Regions from separate parts of the Zea mays genome. Here region 1 is linked to region 2. The links are chromatin contacts, called in public Hi-C maps. All regions are on one chromosome and are shown on one strand. The core of a region is the stretch at or near the end of the contact, and the rest is flanking DNA. Distances in the headings are between cores, read along the strand shown. Region 1 holds the start of LOC103641333 (zinc finger CCCH domain-containing protein 55). Region 2 holds the start of LOC103641319 (calcium/calmodulin-regulated receptor-like kinase 1).

Region 1 (3,948 bases), core at 1,420-3,919, 710 kb before region 2:
CCAAGGTGATGCTTGGAGTTGCGGAGCCAAGGGGCTTCGCTCATCGAGGTAGTTGATCCCTTGGAAAGCTGTGACGTGCGGAATGAAGGGCCCGCGCTGTGGTATGAATAGATCTCCGGCTGGGACACGCTGCTGGAGGGGCGGTCCATGCTGCAGATTGTGCTGGCCTTCACCCTGCATGAGCGCGATTTCTTGCTCTAGCTCTCGAGCTCTCTGCTCCTCGTCCCGTATCATCTGGCGCACCTTGGCCTGCACGGTGACACGTTGGCGCTTGGCCTCGAGGATGTCTTTCTGCTTTTGGAGGTTGTGGTTCTTGATACGCAGGGCCCACAGCTGTAGCTGGTCTTCGGCTGAGATGCCGATGACTTCGCCGTCCTCTATTGCGTCTTCGCCCTCTAGTGGAGTGAAGCCTGGTGGTGGTGCTTGCGGTACGCCTCCGGAGCTGCAGGTGCATAGGGTGCCTTCGGGGGTGGGATGGTCTTGACACTGTCTTTTGCTGACAGCTTCGTCTTCGAAGGCCTCTAGGGGGGTGTTGTCCGCGAGGGCCTTGCCTTTTTTCTCCGCTAGTAGCGCTGCCTTCGCTGCTTCGTCGATGGATGAGGCTGCCTTCGAACTAGCTCGCTTGGGGGGCATCGCGGGTTGTTTTTCGTAGCACGAACGGTGGGCACCAAATGTTGGTACTTGCTCTCCAACAGAAAGTGCAAGGAGTATTGGCAAAGTTTGTAGTGGGATGACAATAGCTCTGTTAATCTGCCCTTGCAAGGGCACTGTACCGGGGTATTTATAGGCACTCGGGTGACCACCCGTCCCTTGCTAAAGACGTTTATGCCCTCGAGTACCCGGTTTATCCCCAGAATATCTCACGAGAGGAGGTTACAGACAGTCATTACAGTAAAGGCTATTACAGACGCGGCCCGTAATGCGCTTGTCCGCGCGTGGCCCGTTACAGTGGGCCGAATCTCGCATGGGCCTCCCGGTGCGGTGAGGACGCGAGACTAGTAGACTTCGACAGAGCCTTCGTCTTGCAACGGAGAGGACGAAGAGGGACCACGTCGGTCTTCATCCAATCGACACCTTCGGCTTGCTCGGGCGTGCTCTGTGGATATAGTCTTTGTCGGAGTGATGAGGCGACGAAGGCATCAAGCGAAGGGTAGCGTGTTCGCCTTCGCCCCAACAGACGCTTCGATGAATTCCTGCTAGAATATGCAAACTAAATGATGCAGCCACAAACATTTCCCTCATCTATTCTTTCCTTTAGAGCATCTTCAAGAGCTCTCCAGAAAATGACTTCTCAAAATCAGCTTTAAGGGACATCTAAATAATTAGTGGAGTATATTTTAATCATTTCTCCAACAGATTCCTTAAAACAACATATTGTTTCTGGGAACCTAAAAAAACCCTCATTTGTAGCTACAATTGAGAGAGTTTTAAGGGATATGAAAAAGTTAGGAGCGCTTTAGGGAAACTGTTGGAGACACATTTTTGTGTTTTTCCTAAAAAAACTGGATTTAGGGGAGACTTCTGGGGAGCTCTTGCAGATGCTCTTAAAACGAGAGAAACAAGATCCAGTCATCTATTCTTGTAATGTAAATTAAGTGAACTAACATATTACTCACATATATCTTATAATTATGATGCACATGGATATTGGATATACAGTGGATACGTATCCATAAATTTGATCTAAAATACTGATACACATGCTGCTGCATAGTAAATAACTTTAAGGCCCCGTTTGTTTCGTTGGAATTGAATTCCATTTTAATAATTATAATTTAGACAAAACTAATTAAGTTCATATATTTATATATGTAATATATTTGTATATTATCTTAAATCATATGAGAGAGATAATTATATACTACATTCATATTATAACGAAGCAAGTAGAAGAGTGTGCTATAAGTTGTACATTGGAAAAACAACATGTAAATCTATAGAATCAATTTCCATCTCTCACCCCATGAATTTGAGATAGGCTTATATGATAACTTTGAAAAGTGGTGGAATACATTGGAAAAATAGCATGTAAATCTATAGAACAATTTCCATCTCTCACCCCATGAATTTGAGATAGGCTTATATGATAACTTTGGAAAGTGGTGAAATGTCACATTCTAATAAAAATAGCCTATACTAATAGTAAGATTCCAATTCCTTAAAATGAAAGAAAACAAACGGGGCCTAAGGGATGTTTGGAAGAAAATTTTTTGTTTGAAGTTTTGAGGTAAAACTATGATATTAAAGATTAATATAATAATTTTTTTATATTTTTTCTAAGAGGTGTTTGTCTATATTGTAAAATAAATTTAGTTTTGAATACCATGGTTTTGTAGATATTATAGTATTTTTAGAGTATTTGAAACCACATTCCAATCCAAAGTTTTGTCTATAACTAGCATTACGCATATGTTTGAAATACTTTGTCTTCAAATACATAGTATTAAAAGTAATGTAAAAAATAATACAATTATATCATAACATCTTAAAATCGTATTATTTTATGTCTCTCAAATTTTGTTATTGGCGGCCTAATTCGCGAGAAGCACACTTGGTTGTGTTTGTTTCATTTTTTTTAGCTTCTAGCCCCTAGAATCCGTTTCGGACTATCAAAGATTCAGTTTTCAGTACGCTTCTAAAAAATTGATTTAGTAAAACTATTCAAAATAAACACAGAAACTCGTAAAAATCTTGAAAAAAAAAAAGCTGAACGAAAAGCCCCGTCAGCCGCCGTGCACGCTCATCATATGGCATAGCCCCAAGCCCCCAACGGATCGAGCGCCTCCCCGAGTCCCCGTTCCCCTGCCCCAGCTGACCGCCGCCGAGACGTGCCACACCGCCTCCCCCTCCCGCCGCCACAACCTTCGCCTCCACGCAATTGGCCGCACTCCTTTCCACCTCCCGCTACAGGATAGCGTGGGCCGGTCGGCGGCGCCGACGGGTGGAGAACTGGAGATCCACCCGCACGCGGACTGCTTCCTTCGCTAGTCGGTAAGGAACCCTAGCCCCCTTGGCTTGCGTCGACGGATTCCTCGTCCGTGCACCCCTTCGCGGGATCTTCTCTTTTCGTCACTCCCAAGCTATCGCCCCCAGTTTTGATCCTCAATTTCTATACCAAAGCAGCCGATGTTTTTGTGGTCCCCACAGTGTCCGAGATTTGCCAGCTAGGGTTTACGCGCGTTCCCCTCGTTTGCTAACGGCGGGGATGCATTACTGTTGGGCGCGTTTTGCTGCTGCTGATACGAGTAATTGCCTTTGCTCCGAACGCTCGAGTCGCGTTACCCTAGGCTGACTTTCGTCGTTCCGTGCGGCCCTTGTTGTAAATCCACTGTGCTTTCGTGCTTTGGTGTGAGCATGCTATTAAATCTCGCACCTTTCTGTTGCTTATTATATGTTAGGCATCTGTATTAGGCCGTTGCATTGCATTGCGAGTCTTGAGGACTCAGTCCCGTAGACTAGACTAGTGATTCACACACACATGATGTAATCTTGTCTTGTCAGTGCCTTTCATGGATACGTGCCTGAATTTCGTCCCTGGTTGGTCCCAGTCTGGCTTTCTATTGCCAGGTTTTCATGTTAAGTTTGGAGTCTTTCATGGTTTGTAACAAGCTCTTCTGTGTGCCTTTTCTGCAGATGGGAAGTAAGCGTTGTTAGGTCTCATGATTTCTTTTGGGAGATCCGGAGCTGTGGTGCCTGTCTGACTCATCATCTCTGGGACACTGCCAAGTACGATTAAGGTTGGTATCTATGCTACTCTTCTGCCTCTTTCTTCCTCTCTCAACAAGCAAATCGTGTGGTCTGTTCCTTTCCTGATTAGATTAGTAGTCTGTTGACTTGCTCCGTGGGACACCCTAAGACTTCTTGTAAGCGTCACTCTGACAATTTAAACTACTGCTCTTTATGGATAACATGTAATTGACTAGTGAATCCAGTGGCAGTGCATCTTTA
Region 2 (3,506 bases), core at 822-3,321:
CCACCTGAAGTTTGATTCATCCGAACATGCAGATGTGGCTGAATGCTTTGGTCAACACAGAAGCACATGCCTTCCATGTATACAGTTCAAACCAAATTGGATTTCACCTCGTGAGATCTCTACGTCCACATGTTTGTGCTACTTTGACATTTAACATCCTTTTTATTTAAGTTCTTATGACAGATGTTCCCATCTACCCTTCACTCTTGTTTAACTAGAGTCTAGAGACAAGCCTGTTCATTCCTCACATCAAACATTCTGATGGAAACCACTTCCATGAAGTCATCCTCGAACGTTTCAGCAGCAATATATTAAGTGGATTTAAACAAAGGATGCAGTAACTAACCGACTTATCTATCACGCAACAAAACCGATCATTTGCTAAACAAATTAGTCAAAAAAACAACAACAAGAATTCACGAAACATACTTGTACGCATATCTGGGTACCCCAGAAGCAGAGATCACGCTCTTTCTACCTGGCCCTTGGATCCACAGAGAACTCCCACGCTCTTCGAGCTCCCGCGGAGTCGGAGACTCCTGCCCCGTGGTCGAGTTCGAGAGCATGGCGCAGGCGTTAACGCCATTGGTGCGGATGGGGACAGTCGACGCCCTCCTCGAGCTGCTGCTCCTTATCTGCGTCTGGGAACGCCGACGCCGCCTCAGGCACAGCAGCGTCCCGAGAGCCAGCAGCACGCCTATGACCACCCCGACCGTGGTCCCGATGATCAGGCCTTCGGACACTCCTTTCATTCTCCCCCGCACTCAGCCGACAGACCCTGGCACTAGGGACGCTGCTGCTTCCACCTCATGGACGCTCCACCCAGGAAGAAGAGCGCGCGACGGCTATATGTCCTGCCAAGAAGTGCAATGAACAGAAGTAAGTTGGAATTGTCAGAACATGTGGCTCTGTTCGTTAGTGAGAATCTGCAAGTTAAACCAATATTCGATATAGATAAAAAAAAGCGAAGAGTTACAGCAATATTTAGTCAAACTTTGCCGTCTCAGCTCATATCACATCAAGAAGTGAAAAACGGTGACCACGGCGATGGGACGCGTCACATACAAAACCACAGCTGGACCTGGACAGGACAGAGACGAGTTGGATATATTTGGTGAACAGAACATCCGAACTGAGGCATCGCTTTCCTCATTCGTCAAACCTTTAAGGGAGGGAGGGAGGGACAGGAGGCAGTTGTTTACTTGTTTTTTTTTTCAGATGAACCACCTCGTAGACTCTAACGCCACCAATCCAAAAGTATCAATCGGAGTTCCTGGACTCTCTACTAGCGCATCAAAAATCTCCATCGTCCCTTAATCGCGAGAGTTACACGCACGTCAAAATTGCTTCCTTTATTACAATGAGCTTTCGATCGACTGGAAAGGCCAGCGGAGGAGATGAACTTACATTAAAAACAAAATTACTCCCTTTGCGCTTGTCTCCACAAACACTAATAAAACCGCCAACGCCAAATATAAGGTGCCCCCTTTCCCCTCCTCTGACACTTAAGCACCATCACAACACGATAATCTGAGCAAAAAAAGGGGACGAAAAGAGGAGTGATTGGGAGACAATCGGAAGCTGAAGCAAGGAACAGATCCTAAACCCACAGATATAGCAAGGTAGAGAGCGGTCTAGCAGCTAGACTAGACAGACCGGAGAGGAGATTTTCCTCGAGCTGAGGAACGAACAAGGAACGGCAGATCAGAGCCGAACCCGGACAAGAAACGCAGGAGCGAAGCAAGGCTTACGGCTTACCCAAATGCGGCCGGAGAAGACGGGACCCATGGGGCCGGCGGGCGAATCCGGGCTCGTCGTCGGGATCAGCGGCCGCAGCGGATCCCGATTTCACGGCTCGTGGCCAGGAATGCGGATGGAGGGGAGCGGCGGGATCGGTGGACGGAGGGGAGGCCTCGGCGCTCAGGCTTCACGTGGGTTTCGAGAGAGAGAGAGAGAGAGAGAGAGAGAGAGAGAGAGAGAGAGAGGCGAGGGAAAGACGACGACCTCGACTTTTGGCAGGGGAGTGTAACTTCCTGTTAAGAATAAAGCTACCAAACATGACGGAGAAACAAACGAAAAAGAACAGAAGTTCGGAAAGAAAAACCAGGAAGGAGAACCAAGGGTATTTTCGTAAATGCAGTGCACATCTCCTTCCGTAAAATTATGCATTAACAAGGATTTGAATAATGATTGTGACTCTAAATATATTCACGTCCACCTAACAAACAGAACATATATATTTTTATGTTTTATACTCTATAATCAAGTATAATATAAATATTTTTTTTATAAAAAGTAGGGAACATTAAATCTAGACGTGTCCAATCTAGCCTATCATGCCACATCTAAGATTCAGACATAGCACGACGATCGTGACAGACCGGGTTACAGGCCACTTAGCAGGGCAGATCTATTTGGACATGTATACTCATATACTAGTGATACGCCCGCACATGTAAGCAAATGACGCGAGAAAGCCGATGTCCCATGCAGACGAGGCTGTCAGGTGTCAACGGAGCAGAGTTGTCTGATCATCGATTGAGGTACATGAGTTTCGATTTGGTAAATTTAGGATTAGTTATGTTCGATTCGAGATTGTAGTTGTTTGACTGAGAAGGAGAGGGGAGGAGCGTCGGCACATGCACCTGTCGTGGCGCCGCTGCCCGCCACTACTGTGAGGCATGAAGTCGCGATGGCACGAGAAGGACCCCACTACCACCACCATCGCAAGTCGGTCGAGACCTTTCGGCTGCTTACTCTGGTGGCAGCAAAGCAGAGAGGGGAGGAAGAGGTAGTGGTGGTGGGTAGGGTTCGATACCCGCCCGAGCCTCTTCAGACGACGCGAGGGCTGAAATTGTAGGTTTTTACTTGGCATATGACATGTTTTTATGTAAGTTACATGATAGACGCGTTGAGATCGGACATGACGACCAGTTTAAATATAGCATAAACCATCATAAAATGATTGAAACATATTAATTATGCATAAATAATGGGCGGAAACAAAACCTTTTTCCTTCGACAAAAGATCGAAATATTTCTTTGAGTCCTTATTTAGTGCGTACTCTAGGGTCATAAATTAAATGGTGCTCGATATTTAGTTAGGCTAAAGTCAGTTGATGCTGAAAATGTATCGAAGCAGCAACCCACTGAAGAAAGCACGGAGCGACCTTTCCGGCTTCGAGGCGTGCGCTCGGCGCTGCAACTAAAAATTAACCAAACTGCTCCCCCCTCCTTCCTTCTTCCCCTGCCCGAGGCATAGGGATGGCAGTGGGTATAGTATCCACTGGGCATATGAAGTCATACTCATACCCACTAAGAAAAAATTAGCTCATACTCATACCCACTACCTATCATGAGTACAAAATTACGCCATACCCATACCCACCATGGGTAGCGGGTACCCATCAGGTACTCATACCCATTAACATTACAATAGACATGATCATTTGAATCGCAAAAATAAGTACCAGCATAACAAATGTATCGAACCCAACATAATTTTA

Evidence for each region. Hi-C and Micro-C count contacts between places; a contact is called where the count stands out from the background.
Region 1: a contact with region 2 is called in a Hi-C map of ear, with 3 times the contacts expected there. The contact joins the promoter of LOC103641333 here to the promoter of LOC103641319 in region 2. A contact is called at or near these places in 3 of 25 Hi-C or Micro-C datasets (ear, endosperm and tassel).

What each region holds. Positions count from the first base shown.
Region 1 is chr10:85,908,947-85,912,894 of Zm-B73-REFERENCE-NAM-5.0, reverse strand. LOC103641333 (zinc finger CCCH domain-containing protein 55) reads left to right here and starts at 2,669. Exons shown (of 5, transcript XM_023301210.2): 1 at 2,669-2,991; 2 at 3,634-3,737.
Region 2 is chr10:85,199,149-85,202,654 of Zm-B73-REFERENCE-NAM-5.0, reverse strand. It overlaps LOC103641319 (calcium/calmodulin-regulated receptor-like kinase 1), which reads right to left and starts at 2,071. Exons shown (of 8, transcript XM_008664670.4): 1 at 1,759-2,071; 2 at 430-854. The coding sequence starts at 752.